Regions from separate parts of the Danio rerio genome. Here region 2 is linked to region 1. Evidence: chromatin contacts called from public Micro-C data. All regions are on one chromosome and are shown on one strand. Each heading gives the region's core, a stretch centred on a gene start, on an enhancer-like site or on the middle of the called end of the contact. The rest is flanking DNA. Distances are from core to core; before and after follow the strand shown.

What was found. A called contact is a pair of places that touch in the nucleus more often than the background predicts.
Region 2: a Micro-C map of caudal fin shows a contact between it and region 1, with 3 times the contacts expected there. The contact joins the enhancer-like site here to the promoter of sertad4 in region 1. A contact is called at or near these places in 2 of 18 Hi-C or Micro-C datasets (caudal fin and an unstated tissue).

The regions. Positions count from the first base shown.
Region 1 is chr13:35,235,547-35,238,889 of GRCz12tu, reverse strand. It overlaps sertad4 (SERTA domain containing 4), which reads left to right and starts at 1,561. Exons shown (of 4, transcript XM_005156955.6): 1 at 1,561-2,047.
Region 2 is chr13:35,268,892-35,272,234 of GRCz12tu, reverse strand. All of the region lies in intron 3 of syt14a (synaptotagmin XIVa), which reads left to right. Among named protein-coding and RNA genes, the nearest start is that of sertad4, 33 kb to the right of the region's middle. Within about 2 kb of position 1,749, at least 18 of the 62 cell types and tissues checked have an H3K27ac peak or open chromatin away from gene starts, as enhancers often do. A contact at or near this core is called in caudal fin, where this site is marked.

The DNA of each region.
Region 1 (3,343 bases), core at 312-2,811:
AACCTAATTAACCTAGTTAAGCCTTTAAATGTCACTTTAAGCTGTACAGAAGCGTCTTGAAAAATATGTAGTAAAATATTATTTACTGTTAATATGACAAAGATAAAATAAATCAGTTATTACAAATGAGTTATTACAACTTGTATGTTTAGAAATGTGTTTCAAAAATCTTCATTTCGTTAAACAGAAATTGGGGGAAAAAATAAACAGGAAGGCGAATAATTCAGGGGGACTAATAATTCTGACTTCAACTGTATATTAAAAAACAAGCAATATAAAGAATGTGTACGTGTAAAATGGTCCAAAAAAACTTAAAGGTTTAGTAATGGTTATTTTTTTAAACTAAATAGAATGAAACAAACAAAACAACAAAATGTAAATGCTTACTTAGTCAATTTCCATTTCCTAAATAGTAAAGAGACAGAGAAAAAGAGTTTTAAAGTGCTGGTACAGCAGACCACAATGCATGGTTTCCATTTATTTCAAAGATGCAGTTTCTCTGTGAAGCCCCCAGTCACCTGGAAAACTATTTCAACACAGGGCTGCTTTTCACACAAGAAAATAAATGACGGACTCTGGCACAGAAGTGAATGTCTGCTTTTAACTAGAAACAGGGTGTGTTTTTTGGAACCTGAAGTCAGAGGAAAACTGAGCAAGAAAAAAGCCTTTGTCTCTGTGTGTGTCTGTGCACGCTTGTTCTTGTGAGGATGCGTTGCTAAAAATGTCCTTAAAAATAAGGTGAAGCTAAAAAATATATTCAGAAAATCTGCCAAATAAAATGTACCATAAAATTAACTAAATATTTAGTTGAATTCTAAACTTTTTTTAAAACAGTAAGTGTTTTTATATCACAATAAAAGATGCACATACAAATATAAATATACATTTTAATAGGATAACAACAATAATTAAATTACATTGTGTCACTTGTAATCTCACGTGTCTAAACTACACACTAAAAACGCTGAGTTGAGCCTGTTTAGGTCATTTTGTGGGTTGGTTTTAGTTTTGGGGTTGTTATGCTAATTGTTCAGCATTTGTTTCACTATACTAATGATATCTGAAATTGTCCTCAAAACTGTTAAAAATAATAAAAACTAGACATACAGCAAGCAAATATATAGTAAAACTTGCTAAACAGACTTGTAATTAATATCAGTTAGTTATTTAATAATACATTATTAAATAAAAGTACAAATAAATAACTAAAATAATACAGTGCATCATTTATAAATAACATTAAATTAAATGCAAGAATCCCACATGCCACCCACATTGAGTTTCTAACGGGTGCGTTTAGCAAAAGAAAAACACAAGTCTATGGGTCTTTACTGTAACGTTATAGGTGCGCGTGACAGAACAGGGGGTTATGGCGGGACCTGAACTGCAGCCAGAGAGCCAAAACCCACTCACTCCACCTCTTCTATAGGGAAGACCAGAGAAAAGCGCTCCTGAAAAGGGAAATGTCTAACAGATGATTGGCCTCGTGCCCGCCCGCTCCACTTCTCCTGCGCGCTCCCGGTGCAAGTTAAACGCAGCTCTTCTGCTCTGACCAAAACCAGACGCGCACACAAACACACACGCAAACCGCCGAGGAGGCACTGCTGCTGGGACGAGACTGATCCGGAGCAAAAAGCTGTTTTCTGTTTGTTTCAAGGAATGGGGCGACGCTGCTCGTGTCCATTGACGTTAACGACTCCCGTTGAAAGGAAACGCTGCGACGTTGCACCGTCTGCCGGTGAGGTCACTGAGGCACAAAGCGACGCGACCTGCGCGGACACGCAGCCGAGATTCCGTCACATCACAGCGGCTTTGTTCACACTGTGACTGACTGACTGCTCGTCTTTGGATGATACTTTCCCCGTCGAAACCCTATCGATTTCTGCAAGTCGGCGAGGCTCGCGCTGATGGATCGTGGATAAGTAGTTATTGATGAAGCCAGCGGGACCACAGGAGCGGAACGAGAGGGAAAACAGAGAGCGACACGACTGATTGCGCTTCAGATATAAACATCACATCTCTGATTTAGTCAACTCGTGTGGTAAAGGTAAGCAAGAATAATAAAACATTACTCAGACGAATATCAGAATGAGTTACACGCCAGCAGCCTCCTGAGGCAGACAGACATGGCACCGTGCCAACACTGAGCAACTATACTCGTATGATCTTTTAAGGGTTCAGCCACAAGGGTACACACAGATTACTGCATTTCACTGCAAGTTTTACAGATGAAATTGGCATATGTGCTATAAAAAATGCACAAGGTGAGGTCAGTGCATTACATCCTGAAGTCACAATGTGTGATTATTTTTTTTAAAGTAGTTTGTTTAAAGGTCATGATGTCTGTTTTTATTATTTATAAATAAAATAATGAATAATTAAAATGCTATATATTTCATTTTTCATAATATTAAAAAACACGATAGTATCTTTGTCACATTTCAATTAAAGTTCATTTACTGGTGAGTTGTATTAAAGGGTCCTGCAAATAAATGTTTTTAAGTCAGAAAATCATGTTATTGTTTATATATTCATATTTTATTTTCATTATTTATCAAATGTTTATTTAATCTGGTCTCTTTAGAACATTTTAATATTTTTTTGTTTAATTTTGCATTGTATTGTAAATGAATCTTTTAAATATTTTTATTTACTAAATTCTATACATTTCTAAAAAAAAATTAAATCCATATTCAACTTTTAGATTTATGTTTAAATTAATTTCTCATTTCCTCAATTTGTTAATAGTTTGTTAAACTGAGCCCAAATACACTTTGAATCTCTAAAGAAACTAATGTCAGTAAGGTCACACAAATACACCGTTCCTTTCACTCATCAAAACACTCAAGCTCTTTCCCTCTCTCTTTGTGAGTGCGTGTGCGTGCTGTAAGGGCAGGGAGCTGTTACAGCTTGATTCCCTTACAAGGAGATGAATTGTACAAGATGAAAGCACAATAAGTTAATAGTTAGACACAGAGTGTGAATATTTGTCCTCATGAATGCGCAATTACTGCTGCACAGGAGAATTGAGCTGTGGTGTCTGCGTAGTGCAAGTCTGGAGACAATTTGTGTGTGTGAGGCTATTGTTGTTGTGTAAGAGAGCGGCGCTGTTGTACGTGGTATGTGTGTGTTAGTGGGATTATTTCTTGCTTCATTATCAAGTGATGGGTTCACTGCGCTGGCTGTGGCATCTGTTCCTGGTGCCGGGGGGCAGGAGTATGTATGTGTGTGTGCTTGTGGGTATTCCCCCTGAGATCACTGTGCCAGTTTAAGAGTGTCTGGCATACCGCCACGCATTGATCCCTCCATCTACAGCAGGCACAAAGGAAAACCCACGCAATCG
Region 2 (3,343 bases), core at 500-2,999, 33 kb before region 1:
ATGGAAGTCAATAAGTACCAATTTCTAATATTCTTTAATATAATTTATTTTCTGTTCAACAGAAAAAGTATAGATTTGGAAACACTTGACTTGAGGGTGAGAAAATTGTCTTTTTTTTTTTTATATCATTTTTGCGTTAACTATCCCTATAAAGGACACTTATGGTAAAAATCATCTGGAAGCTGTTTGGACAGACCTGTGTGTATGTAGTGTATCCACTGTCATTTTGGAATGATATAAACACAAGAAGTCTCTTTTTAAAAATATCCTGATGTTAAAATAGGACCCAAATCCCACAGATTTTGAGGCCCACCGCAACATTATGTAGGAGTGTGGTTTTCCCCGCTCACCGAATTGATTGACATATCGTCATATTTCTGTAATAACATATATACAGGTCCACAGAACATTTTTTGAAAATAAACTCTGTGACTTTTCTGATTTTTCTAAGTTTAAACGTTTTTAAAACAGCATGTTTGTAATAAAGAAAGTAAAATCGCTATTTAATTCTTAACAGCTATAATCACCACCACATGGTGTCAGTAAATCACAGCTTCATCAGAGTCTTTCTCTATCACTGACGGCTGTTTATCTGACACAATGTATAATGAAAAGCAGACATGCAGGGGGGAATTGTTTGCGGGGAGAAGCTGCTCATTTGCATTTAAAGCCATAGGCTACAAAAACAGCTTTAATGTATTCAAAAGCCAAAAATGGGCAGATACTAGCATCTATAATGAAAAATCTGATGGGTATTTTCAGCTGAAAGTTTACAGACACGTTCTGGACACACCAAAGGCTTATCTTGAAAAATGGCCAACTAAATGCATGTATTTTCCCAGAGATAGGTTGCGGCTGAAAGGGCATCCGCTGTGTAAAAAAACTTGCTGGATAAATTGGCGGTTCATTCCGCTGTGGCGACCCCAGATTAATAAAGGGACTAAGCCGACAAGAAAATGAATGAATGAATGAATAAATGCATTTTTTTATCATTACACTAGATGGCGCTGCTTAACAACAAATGGTGAGATAAGACATGCCTGTTTTTCACTGGAATTCTGGCATGACTCAGAACTTTTTTCATAGAAAAGTCAGTAACAGACCCAGAAGAAAAATCTGAATGAAAGCTGTTTTTAATAAAAATGACTGTGGGCTGTTTTTTTCTCTGGCAGCGGTGAGTTTTACAGAGAGTAAAAGGGTTCAGATCATGCATATATCACATGTCAAGTGAATCTGGATGGTTTTGGAAGAATAAATTTTTACATAAAGAGCCAGAACACATTGTTTGTTTGTTTTTCTTCTTCTACTTTTTCCACACAAACACTCACAGAGCTGCAGTATGAGGCAAGATGAAAGAAGAAAGAAAAAAAACCTTTCTTAGAAAAGGACACAATTCTGTTATTCTGCTTTTGAGAGAAAGATGATGATCTCTGCTTTTAAACTGCTACATAAATGGCTCTGTGATGACTGTCAATAATCATGGGTAATGAACAGGATTAGGGTTATTTTCTCTACTTCCAATTGTCCCTCAATTGCCATTATTGCATTCCGAGCCAAAATCCCTGCTGGAATTATCTGGAAAACAGAGCAGGAAGATTACGACGGGCTATAAAGAGAATGAAAATGTGTCAAAGGGAAGTGCTGTCAGAAAGAAAAAAAGCAGGAAGCGGGTGGAAAATCTCTCTCTGATTTCAGCCTCTGCTTCTGTGAACTACTGCACACAGAGACACATAGAGCCGCATGCTTTTCTCATGAGCTGTTTTCCTGGAGGCAGGAGAGCCTGTAGCCTCAGGCCATCTGTATAATACATGAGCTGCTAAAACACACACACATTTACATTTACGCTCACATTCACATTGCACAAACACACATACACACATTCCTTCACTCATACATAACAAATGAGCTGAGCGTTTGCTGTTGGAACCAAAGAGGTTTATAACACCTTACTGATGCTTTAGTATTGCTATTCATTGCGTGTTGTTTGGACGGTTTATGAGCCCTAAAAAATCAAGTTCAGGGTCACGCTATTGATCACTCTTCTTGGCAATTCCAACTGTTGTAGTTCTGGCATCAATACTGGCATTCAGATCAAATTGAAACACAAGATATACAGTAGGGCAGAGCCTCTCATTCACAGACATTTTTGCTCATTGCCGGAGGTTGAAAATGCTGCAGTGTTGATGATCAAAGACGTCATTCAACGTGAAATGAAAACAAGAGTGCTTCTCTATCGCCTTAATCGCAGCAATGCTTCTTTCATCCAGCCTCATTAAAAGTAAACTCTGATTCTGAGTTTGCGCCTGCTGTATCCTGGTGCATATCCATTTTAGTATAGTCAAATTTTAAAAACACAATTCATTTATGATTTAGAAAATATACATATTTCAGGTTATGAATTAAAGTAATAATCAATATACAGTAGTAATTGTCATAAATATCATCATCTATTCAACCTTTTTCCAATATCAAAACTATACAGTTGAAGTTAGAATTATTTACCCCTTTTGATTTTTGTTTCTTTTTTAAATATTTCCCAAATAATGTTTAACAGAGCAAGGAAATTTTCACAGTATGTCTGATAATATTTTTTTCTCCTGGAGAAAGTCTTATTTGTTTTATTTTAGGTAGAATATAAGCAGTTTTAAATTTTTTAAAAAACCATTTTAAGGTCAAAATTATTAGCCCCTTTAAGCTTTATTTTTTTTCCTACAGAACAAACCATCCTTATACAATAACTTGCCTAATTAACCTAACCTTAATATTTAACCTAGTTAAGCCTTTAAATATCACTTTAAGCTGTAACGAAGTGTCTTGAAAAATATATCAAAGATTATTTACTGTAATCATGGCAAATATAAAACAGGTCAGTTATTACAAATTAGTTATTAAAACTATTATGTTTAGAAATCTGTTGAAAAAAATCTTCTCTCCGTTAAACAGAAATTGGGGAAAAAATAATCAGGGGGGCTAATAATTCTGACTTCAAGTGTATTTGAAAATTTATTTTAAAAAATTCAAACAAAATTATTATTATTTTTGTATTATTAAATGTATTAAATATTTTTGTTAGGGACACTCATAAATTTATTTAATTTATTAAGCCCTGTATAAATCTAAAATTTAATTCATAATTGAATTAATTAATTGTCTTAATTTTTCAGTTTTAAATATATATATTATTCTTACCGGTAATTTAATTGCACAATTATTTATTATAATGTATTACAATTATTAATTTTGTCATCATTATTTAATGTAATAGAACAGGGTTTTTTTACTTCTAAAATTGTTCTGCTGAAAATGTAATTGGCAGTTGATTCCACAGTGGCAACCCCTGATA